Regions from separate parts of the Sorghum bicolor genome. Here region 1 is linked to region 2. Evidence: chromatin contacts called from public HiCAR-type data. All regions are on one chromosome and are shown on one strand. Each heading gives the region's core, a stretch centred on a gene start, on an enhancer-like site or on the middle of the called end of the contact. The rest is flanking DNA. Distances are from core to core; before and after follow the strand shown. Region 1 holds the start of LOC8071344 (GDSL esterase/lipase At5g45910). Region 2 holds the start of LOC8069167 (F-box/LRR-repeat MAX2 homolog).

Region 1 (5,681 bases), core at 2,983-5,482, 160 kb before region 2:
GGTGAGGTGACACCAATATGAAACAGATCGTCGCCTTTAATTCCTTTTTATATTTTTATCATGATCCACCACACTCTAGCAAGCTTTTATCAAGAGCGCTAAGTTATTGCACAAAACTCTACTCTTCTCATCTTCGAAAAGCAACTCCACCACATGCATCATCCCCGGCTTTATTAATGTTGCCAAAAGGTTTTTGTTGTGGACGATGGATATACGAGACGGGGATCGAAATTGCTCTCGATCGGCTGGACGATTCTTGTATTTTTCAATTTTTCATATTATGAGATAATAAGGCTTGTCACGGTTGTCACTCACTCAGTCACTAGTCTCTCCCCCGATCTTGCTGAGAATTCATATAACTTGGATATAGTAGCCAGTGCGCAAGTAGCAAGCTACATGGTGCACACACGTGCGGTGACTCCTTTAATTTTCAGTTCATGTTTGTTTCGCATTCAGTCAGATCCCCCAATTAATAGTCTCCAAACGATGGAAACTACAGTGTGCTAGCTACTATCAAAACCATGCACGACCCCTTTGTTGTAACCTTGGAACATTCTAAAACACGGCGTCGAGCTAGCCATACCTGTCTTGCTCCATATATATAGTCGCGCCCTCAAGCGCGCGCGGCCAAAGCAAAGCCGCTCTCCCGATCGTGATTCGTTTCGGCCGGGGAGACTGTGGACATCGTCAGGAACTGTCGACACGATATCATGACACGTCGACCGGACGATCGAGGACGTACATATACGACTGTGGTTACTACGTTAGCAGCAGCACCGAGAGATCGATCAGCAATCGTCGTCGTCTCGGTCTTCAATTTACTCAAAAACCATATACATCGACGACCCTCCATCCATCGATCGCTCCTTTTTCTTTCCAGGTCGGCTAGGTCTCTCGTGCCAAAGCGGGGACGCGAAGTAAAGTGAGCTAGCTAGCTAGAGAGAACGGCATCTGTGCTAGTACCGCCCTTTCCACACCGCGCGACGATCGACACACAGGGTCGTCGACGAAGAGATCGACAAAGAGAAGCTGGGGTGGCGCACAGGTGCAGCACGCAATATTCTCACGCACGCACTACAGGTCGCCAGAGAGAGTCGTGTAGCAGGCCGGTAGAGCTAGCTAGCGATGATCGAGCAATGCAAGTTGCAAGAGATCGATCGAAGGGATCGAATCGGTTCCACCACCATACGTACCCATCGGCATCTTCTCGCGTTTCCCGTTGCATGCATGGATGCATATGCAAAAAACCTATATGTGACTTGACAGCACAGGCCAACAACCACTCCAATGATATCGATAATAAGCAAGCTAATAAGACAGCCATCGAGATATATATGTATAGAGGCCGACCGCGAGGCGGCAGCGAGCGCGCACGCAGCTGCATGCAAGTACTTAACAGCACCAACAGCGACGTCCACCAAACAACCTCCTCCTCTCTGATCATGGATTAATCATGCATCATCAACCAGCCACGTCGTCGTCGTCTGGCGGAGGTTAGGCACGCCGCTGCTGGCCCTGCACCCGCCCGTAACGACGTAGCTTCCCATGCATTATTATTCCCCCCGCCCGGCCTGCAGGTAATAAGCCAAATCCCAGCTGGGCGCCGCTAGCTCTCCCGTCGCCACGCGCGCGCCCAATCATGCGTGCGCGCGCCGGCCGGGCCATCGAGGCGGCGATATATAGCTTTGCCAGTGCCAGTCCGCGTCGTCGATCGGCTTGACGCGGCCGCGCGCGGGAGAGAATGATCGGCGCGGCGCGGGCTTGGGTGCGGTGGCGTCGGCGTCGGCGTCGGCGTCGCGTTCGAAAGCAACGCCGGCCGGGCCGATCGGGAGCGCGCGCGCGCGCAGCCGCAGTGCCGTGCAGAGCAAGCCGCGGCCTGCTGACTGGCTGCTGCTCTACCCAGATGCCTATAGCTTTGATCCGTGGTGACTCGTCAGATAGAGCGCGAGAGAGAGAGTGGTGGACGATGCTGCTGGGTGTGTGACAGGAACAGGAACAGGGTGTGGAGGTGGACGTGTGGTGTGGCGATGCCGCCACGCACGCACGCGCGCGCGCTTGGGTGCGTGTCGCCGTCTCACACAGCTAAGATGGCTTGCGACTTGCGATGACTTCGCGTGTTGCCCCGTCTCTCTCGCCCCGTTGTTGCCGCAGTGCCGCCGCTGTCATCGTCTCCATCATCATCATCATCGGCGGCGATGGATGGATGATCAAGTGTTGCGGCCATTCGTCCGGCCGGCCAAAGTCGAGCGTCTTTTCCACGGAGTGTTTACTACGAGGGAATTAAGACGATGGTGGTGGCGGCGTTAGGATTAGTGGATCCATCACAGTGCAATGATTGATTGATTCAGATGAAGGCAGTAGTGGAAACTACTAGCTATATAGCTAGGCTACGCTAGGCTAGATATTCGTGTTTCAGCGGCAATGCTAGCATTAAGCATTTGATAATATCCTTGCATGGGCCAAGTAAGCACTTTGGGCAGCCAGGATTTGGCACCGGATCGGATAATAACATGGCCAAGCAAAAGTTAGTTATTTGTCTGCATCGTCCATGCATTCCAGCTGGATCGAGCTACCACTGCACGGCACTGCACACAGTGCGAGTTCGTTACGAATGTAGGTCTGCTGGTAGTGGTATAGATAGTGGTGAAGTTGCACGGGGGACTTATCTTTAATCGACTGAGACAGAAAGCCTAATGCCTGTGGCTTCTGTGTAGTACCACCTTGTTAAAGTGTAATCACTGGCCCTAGTATTGTGGCGCTGCGAGTCATGCCCTCTTTGTTGCCTGCATCAAGTGGGTCTGGGTTGGGCCAGTGGGCCTTGTGTTCCATCGCTTTTTCTCAGCTTTGGGAGCACAAACACACAAAAAAGCATGCATATGCTATCGCACCCTTGCTGTGTTGCAGATTCCTATACACGCTTGCTTCAATGAAAGCAGAGACACATTGGCAGGTTTGAGTTTAATGGTGGTGATCTGCTTGGCCGTGCAGGGCCCTCTCCTCCATCATCATCATTATCCCATCGGTTAAGTTGTTGTGATGTTGCAGTGTTGGCACCCATGGCACAATAGTACTCGAGTTTAAGGCATGTCCAGTACCTGTCCGTCCATACATACATCATACATCCATTAATCCATAGTGTGCCGCTCTGTTTTGATTTGGAAACACTTGCAAAACATCTAGTACCATAAAAGCAAACGCAACCTGCTCATGTACTGCATACATTTCACATGCACGCGACACGACCACACACACACCCATAGTATTTTAGGTGCAGGTTCCCCTTTACAGGCGCAAAGTTTACAGAGTGAGGGCGAAGGAGAAGGAGACGACGTCGTTACGACGAGTGCCGGTCACTCACGTCTGCCTCCAATTCTACTACTCTGTAGACCCCCCCCTATCCTTCCCTGAGATACTGCAAACTGAAAGTAACCTACCAACCCAAAAAAGTCTCGGACGTCCAAGTTTTCATCAGCGAAGAAAAAGGAGAGGGCCGAGGCAGCAAAGCAGAGCAAGGCAGAGAGGAAATCGTCCCGGGCACGGGACTGTGGCGCAGCCAGCCACGCCACGCACCGGTTAATCCTCGATTACCGGCTGGAAAACGCCCGTGGATCGCCATCATTCGCCTGGGACTCGCGCCTGATTGGCCCTCCTCATCATTGCCCACCCGAAAGGGCCTTTAGAAAGCTCCCCGCGAAAAAAAAAGAATCACATGGAAAGTCGCCTCGCCGGTGGATCGCAAAGCGGTGGTGGAGGAAAAGAGCGCCGCCACAGCGCACGAAAATGCGCTGCCCATCCTCCTCGCCGGAGCGCCTGCCGGTGCCCCGCCCGGGCTAAGGAACCGCCGGAACGGGCGCGCGCGATCCGTGTCGGGCGTCTGGTCGGCCGTGCTTGTTTGCTTGCTTAATATACTATTAAAATGAGATGATGACATGTGGTAAGACAAAGATTGACAGAGGGCTCGGCGCGGACGGTGGGGATGGTGTTGTAACGGCCGAATTGCGTCCGGCGCGTGATCTGGACCGTCGGATGCCGATTGGGGTGAGGGGCCGAGTCCTGTGCCGTGGGACCCGTGTCTACAGTCTGCACGGGACAGTGGTCGCCGGGATACCGCCGGCGCAAAAGGCGAGGCGCTGGTAGTACTACATGCAGATACACCTGTATCTGCCTGCGAAAGTTTTGTTGGCGAAGGCGCCGTGGCAGGCGTCACGAGGGCGAGGCTATAAAAAGGTGTCCCAGGCCAACCGTGTCGTTCAAGGGGAGCGCTCTGCTCGACTTCGACTCCTCCACTGCTCCGGCTCTGCTCTGCCAGTCCTCGCGTAGCGGTGTATAGGCTGAGAGGCAAGGCGAGATGAGGAGCGGGCGGCGGATGGCGGCGGCGCTGGTGGCGGTGGTGTGGTCGTCGTGGGCGCTGGCGCTGGCGGCGGCGGCGCAGAGCTACAATGCCGTCTTCAACTTCGGCGACTCCATCACCGACACCGGGAACCTCTGCACCAACGGGAGGCCGTCGTCGATCACCTTCACCCAGCCGCCCTACGGCGAGACCTACTTCGGCACGCCGACGTGCCGCTGCTGCGACGGCCGCGTCATCCCGGACTTCCTCAGTACGTCACGCGCGCCTGCTCCCTAATTAAATTCCGCTCTGGCTGGATCTCGCCTGGGCAGCCTGGCCCACTGTCCTGTGGGACTGTTGTGGGTGCGTGGTGGGTGGATGCTGATGTACGGTGGTCCTCCGCTCCCACACACAACGCTGCAGGCTCCAAGTTCGGGCTGCCGTTCCTCCCGCCGTCCAAGTCGACGACGGCCGACTTCAAGAAAGGCGCCAACATGGCCATCACCGGCGCCACCGCCATGGACGCGCCCTTCTTCCGCTCGCTCGGCCTCTCCGACAAGATCTGGAACAACGGGCCCATCAGCTTCCAGCTGCAGTGGTTCCAGCAAATCTCCTCCGCCGTCTGCGGCAACGGTGAGCATGAATGGAAATAAAAAAGCCTGTCATTTTCTCTGTGCCACGCCATGGGTCCCCTGACGATCGATCAATTGCAATTGCATCCGTCTGTCGGGTCACCACGATCAATCGCAGACTGCAAGAGCTACCTGGGCAACTCCCTGTTCGTGTTCGGCGAGTTCGGGGGCAACGACTACAACGCGATGCTGTTCGGCAACTACAACGCGGACCAGGCGAGCACGTACACGCCGCAGATCGTGAGCACCATCGCCAACGGGGTCGAGAAGCTGATCGCGATGGGCGCCACGGACATCGTGGTGCCCGGGGTGCTCCCCATCGGCTGCTTCCCCATCTACCTCACCATCTACGGCACCTCCAACAGCGGCGACTACGACAGCCTCGGGTGCCTCAAGAAGTTCAACGACCTGTCCACCAACCACAACAACCAGCTCCAGACGCAGATCTCCAGCCTCCAGGCCAAGTACAAGTCCGCCCGCATCATGTACGCCGACTTCTACTCCGCCGTCTACGACATGGTCAAGAACCCCGGCAGCTACGGTACGTATATATATATATATATATATACATACTCCTGCCATGCATGGTCCCTCCTCGCCGCCGCCGTCGTCGTCGTCGCCGACCTCGCGATCGACCGCCGACGCACGCACATGTGGTCGGATAGGGGACGGGACTACGAGAGTCAAGTGGTGACGAAACGGTAGCAGTAGACGGACTG
Region 2 (5,395 bases), core at 993-3,492:
CAAGACTCAGCTCGCATTTCCGTGTTCATCATATCACTCTCTGGTGCGGGATAGTAGTCCTCCCTTAGCTGCATGTCCCTCAAATTTGGCACCTTCAAGAAGAAGGTCAGGAAATGCTCATGTGTGGTGCCATGGACGAAGAGCTTCCTGAGCCCAACGCAGCCCTGGAGCAGTCCCACAGCGGGCAGTGTCAGGCTACGCTGGTTCACTTCCTTGTCTTGGGGAGGCCAATAATCCAGCTCATACAGAGTCATTAGTGAATCTATACCATGCAAATAAAATCGCTCCCACAGAGAGAGATCCATCTGGCCTGCTGGTGCAGTAAGAGCATACCCAACCGCCTCACTCAGATCCAATTTCATCTTAGCAAGTACTGGGAAGCCTGCAAGATACCTCAGGCCAAAAAATGGGCCAGGGCGTGCACGGCAATCACCCTCCACTTTAATTGAGATCTCCTCTAGAACAGGGCAGCTATCAAGCCCAGCAGAGATGAGTGGGGAGAGTACCTCACCAGCAGGGAACCAGAGGGAGAGTGAACGTAGCATCTCCCAGCTGACTAGATCATCCAATTCCATGTACCTACATTTCTTCGATGCAGACTCATATGTCACTTCACCGAGATCATCATCTTCATGATCACATCCGGTTGTGCCATTGGCCACGCTCTCAGGCTGTTCAACTTCCTTCCAGACACAGCTGACCTCAAGACTCTCAATGCGATCACGGATCGGACTTAAAGCAGTGAGGCATGTTGCTGTGTCCAGAAGCCGGCAGTGCAAGATACTGACTTCTTTGATTGTGGGCCGAAGCGCCGTTGCTAGCCTCCTGATCCCAACTGATGTGACAAGATCACAGCCATGGATGGCGAACTTAGCAAGCCTCCCGCACCCACGACCTATGGCAGCAAGGCTGGCGTCAGTGAGATCCAAACAACCCTTGATGCATAGCGACTCCAGCGAACCACACACAGCAACGCCGTCGAGGTGCAGCCAAGATGCCTTGCACAACCCCTGGAAGCCCCCCAGCGTCAAGAACTTGATCCGTGGGCACCTGCGGGCAAGCGCCTCCATGGCCGGCGCTGTCTCCAGCACATTATGCCGCAGGTCAAGCGTGAAATCCTCTAGCTCCGGCAGTGCAGCGAAGAAGGAGACCAGCCCTGCGACGGTGATTGCCGCGTCCTCCCGTTGGCTGGTGGCCGCCAGCTCAAAAGGTTCTCGGAGCCGCAGGATCGACAGCTTGGGGCAGCTGGTGGCGATGGTGAGAAGCGCGTCGTCGCTGACGAAGTCAACGTACCGAGGGTTGAACACACAGGGCGCCACGAGCTTGCGAAGATTGGGGCAGAATCTCGCGATGGCCCCCAGCTCGGCGGCGTAGAACCCGTCCGTGGCGCCCGCGAGGCCGAGGTCGAGCTCGGTGAGCGCCGCGGCGGCTGCCGGGTGCGCCGCAAGCGCAGGCTGGATGTCCTCCGTCCAGCAGTAGAACTCGGAGAGGTCGAGCGCCCTGAGCGCGGGGCAGTCCCCGAGGAGGGGCTCGAGATCCGCGCCGGCGTCGAGGCCGGGCGGGCGCTGGTGCCAGCGCACGAGCTTGACACTGCGGAGGCGGGACCTCCAGTGCGGGGTGAGGCTGGCGAGCGTGGTGGGGTCGCGGCAGTAGACGGCGAGCGAGGACACGGCGGGGAAGCAGTAGGCGAGGCGCGCCGCGATGAGGGCGTTCTGCCCCGCGACCTCCTCCGCCGCCACGGCCGGCGCGACGGCGTCGGCAGACGGCGCCGCGGAGGAGAGGAACGGGTGGCCCCACGGCGACACCAGCGAGAGGTCGAGCCGCTCCAGCGCCGGGAAGCAGAACGTCGGCCTGATGAGGTAGAGGAACACGTCCGACCGCGGGTCCCCGCGCAGCGAGAGCGCGGCGCGCGTGGCCCGCTCCGCCGCGAGGAGCCTGTGGCACGCCAGCGCGACGCGGTGCCGCGACCGCGCGTCGGTGAGGAAGCCCAGGATGTGGAGCAGCAGCGGCTCCGGCAGGTCCAGGAGCGGGGAGCCCGCCGCGGCGTCCTCAGCCATGCGATGCGATGGGACGCGGCGATGGGGGGCTGGGGGTGGGACGGGATGGGGGATGCGCCGCCGCGTCCGGCAAAGTCGTCGAGCCCTTTTTTCCTTTCCCTTGCGCGGGCGGAGCGGGGGGCAGTTGGGGGGAGGAGGAGGAGGAGGAGAGGGGGGATGCGGCCTGCGGCAGCAGGTGAGGGGGGGCGGGTGGAGTGGGGACGAGGGGACACCACGGGAAGCTCCACAGCGAAGTGATATACTAGTCGACAGCTCTATCTCTTTTTTTCCTTTTTATTTTTTGTCTGTATAATAATAATTTTATCTTATCCTATCCGTATCGACATGGGAGTATTTTTCTTCTTTTGGAAATATAAATCATTTCCCGTCTTTGTCTTTCCGTCCCCTCTGGCAGGCTCGCGTAGGCGTATGAGGGCGCTGCCTCGCGTAGGCGAGCCCGGGCCCGTGCGCTGGTGGTGGTTGGCCTCGCGCGCGCGGCCGCGGCGGGCGATGGGGTCGTCGGCGCCGGCGAGGGCGGCGGGCGGCAGAAGGGATCCCGGCGAGAACCCGGCGGTGGGGAGGCTGCGGGAGCTCTTCACAGGCGACGCGGCAGGTGAGTGTGATCATGAATCGTCTCTCGTTGCTGGTTGTTGCGGTTTTGGCCGTTTGGGAGACAAATTCGGAGGAGTGGTCGCTAGCGTTTGGTCTGGTTGCCTGTACTAGGGGTGGGTGTGCGCGTGCCGATGTTCGTGGTGGGTTCCTGATCGGTGGAGTGGGCTGGAGCGAGTACCTTGGGGTTTCTCGTTAGTTGGAGCTTGGACACAGCAATGACCTAACAATGGCGACGAATCACAAACGGACAAACGGTGGTGTGGTTAAGCTGTTGGGGATGATGCTCCAGTGCTGCTACAGAGGCATCGCTTGAGAGCGAATTCCACCTGTGAGAGTGAAATGAAGGGGCTGAAACTCAAGTTATCTCAGTTGAAATTGAAACCCAGCAATTGGTGAGGAAAGCAGACAAAATAAAACCACAATTGGGGGGGTGCTTGAAGATGCTGTCTGTATTTGTAAGGCAAATGTTGTATTCTGAAAAACTGAAACCATTGCTGCGTTGCTGATCAAGCAGAGAATGGTATTTCTAGACTTCTAGTAGAGCAATAGCTGCCATTGTGATGAGTATGCTAGACAGTTGCAGTTTCATATTAGGTTGTCAGCAGACAAAATCACCAGCTGACGCTTCATAGCGTCTAATTTCTTGTTAAATTCCAGCTCACTTTGTGCATGCCTTGTATTTGTCATGCATGTGAGTCTGTTGATTCTGAGTTGCCTTTTCTAAATCATTGTTCATCAGATGGGTGGGAGAAGTCCTGGGAGTTTGGTGTGACCCCGTGGGATTTGGGAAAGCCAACACCTGTCATCGAGCATCTTGTTAGATCAGGAACACTCCCAAAAGGAAGAGCTTTGGTTCCTGGATGTGGAATGGTAAATTATTTCATTCTTCTGTCAGATGGTTGCACCACTATTGTTTTTCTCCTAGTTTCTCCCCAGTAACCAAGCTCATGACTAAAATCTGACTATTACTTTCACCTTAAGATACCAGTCATAGAATGTGCCTAGTTTTCTCCATTTATCCATTGTAGTAATTGAGAGCTGATGTGATGTGCCTTGACAACAGTACCCAACTGACATAAATACATAATACAATACATTAGCAATATCAACCTGTTCATTGAAGATTGTATGTGTGATAGTGTACTGTAGACCATTTTACAAACCTAAATGCGCATGACGATACTATAAGAAGGAACACACTTTGCTGGCATTATAATAATATATTACAAACTGGAACTTAGATTTTAGCTTATTTGCCCAGATTGAGTTGCTTTTGTATAACAGGGATACGATGTGGTCGCTCTGGCAAGTCCTGAACGTTTTGTTGTTGGCTTGGATATTTCTGATCTGGCTGTTAAGAAGGCTAAGCAGGTATGCTTATGACCAGTAGCTGAGCAAGATGTTGATTATCACTTATCAGTTAAGGGAAGCTATCTTGAGAATGGGCCTGCTTGATATCTTGACTATTTTCTTCTTGTTTTTCTAGTGGTTACGCTTGATATCTGCCATAGAATATATTTTCCAAAGTAATGTTAATCACAAACCAAACCATATATGTTAAGAAATTGCAACTTTATGAATTTTCTGTTAGGCCTTGTTTGGATGTAGTCGTATTCACATCAATCCACATGTGTTGAGGTGGATTGAAGTGGAACTTGAACTAAATTCCACTCCAATCCACACCAACACATATGGATTGAAGTAAATACGACAACATCCAAACAAGGCCTTATGTGGATAAGGGCCCCCCCCCCCCCCCCCCGCCCAACACCACCAAAGAAAAGGACAAAGAGCTTGTGAAATTGTAAATTTTGATCAATAATATTGATCATATGGGTTTGATTGAACCCGCTTTTCAGATAATTGATGTTGAGTCTGTTTGCGAATAAAATATACATTATTCCAACCATCACAGCTGTAATACAGCTTTTGTACTATGCCTTTTGTCTTACAACCCATCTTCTGATTTTAGGATAATTATGTCTGATTGTCTTCTCCATTGGTGTACAGTGGTCATCCTCTTTGCCCAATGCAGATTATTTTACTTTTCTGGCTGAAGATTTCTTCAAGTGGATACCGAGTGAAAAATTCGATCTTATATTTGATTACACGTAGGTGACACACATATTATCAGTTTATTATTTTGATGGCAGCTCAAATTATATGTATCAATGTGTGCAGGTTCTTTTGTGCACTTGACCCGAGCTTGAGGGTGGCTTGGGCAGAGACAGTTAACCGGCTTCTAAAACCAGATGGAGAGCTTCTTACCTTGATTTATCTGGTGAGGATGTAATCTTTGATCTGTGTGTCTTTGCATGAACGTCCTGCTCCCACTCATTGTACAAATCATATGATGCTCTTTTCTTCAAATTGAACTTTAAAGTTTCAATTCTCTCATTTACTTGTAATTACCTACTCTAATGTTATATGTATTCTAATCCTAGAAGGTTGTGTTGTTAGCTCTTTCCATCTTTGAGGGATTACAATATGATGTACTCCACTGGAAGTTATATTGATAGGATACATTCTGAAGGCAATGAATAGAATATGGGGAATGTTGTAGAATCTGTATTGATGGGCCATGAGGAAAGTGAGAAAAGTGGGTGCATTGTTGGTAGATTGGTGTAAATCGGATTCAGAGCAGGGATTTTGCTTACTTAGTCTGACCTTAGTGCTTGAAAGTTCACAAGTACCCAAAAGCAGCCAGACATGATAAAAATCATAATAACTCCTGTGCCTGTGTGTTT

Evidence for each region. HiCAR-type assays count read pairs that join an accessible place to other places.
Region 1: a HiCAR-type map of leaf shows a contact between it and region 2, with 2.4 times the contacts expected there. The contact joins the promoter of LOC8071344 here to the promoter of LOC8069167 in region 2. A contact is called at or near these places in 1 of 4 Hi-C or Micro-C datasets (leaf mesophyll) and 1 of 1 datasets of contacts at active chromatin or transcription factors (leaf).

Annotation. Positions count from the first base shown.
Region 1 is chr10:3,473,414-3,479,094 of Sorghum_bicolor_NCBIv3, reverse strand. LOC8071344 (GDSL esterase/lipase At5g45910) reads left to right here and starts at 4,232. Exons shown (of 4, transcript XM_002437816.2): 1 at 4,232-4,601; 2 at 4,754-4,963; 3 at 5,081-5,503. The coding sequence starts at 4,349.
Region 2 is chr10:3,310,148-3,315,542 of Sorghum_bicolor_NCBIv3, reverse strand. LOC8069167 (F-box/LRR-repeat MAX2 homolog) reads right to left here and starts at 2,242. Exons shown (of 1, transcript XM_002436454.2): 1 at 1-2,242. The coding sequence starts at 2,057. It overlaps LOC8069166 (probable thiol methyltransferase 2), which reads left to right and starts at 2,433. Exons shown (of 8, transcript XM_002437809.2): 1 at 2,433-2,649; 2 at 3,388-3,518; 3 at 3,933-4,019; 4 at 4,659-4,759; 5 at 4,830-4,929. The coding sequence starts at 2,466.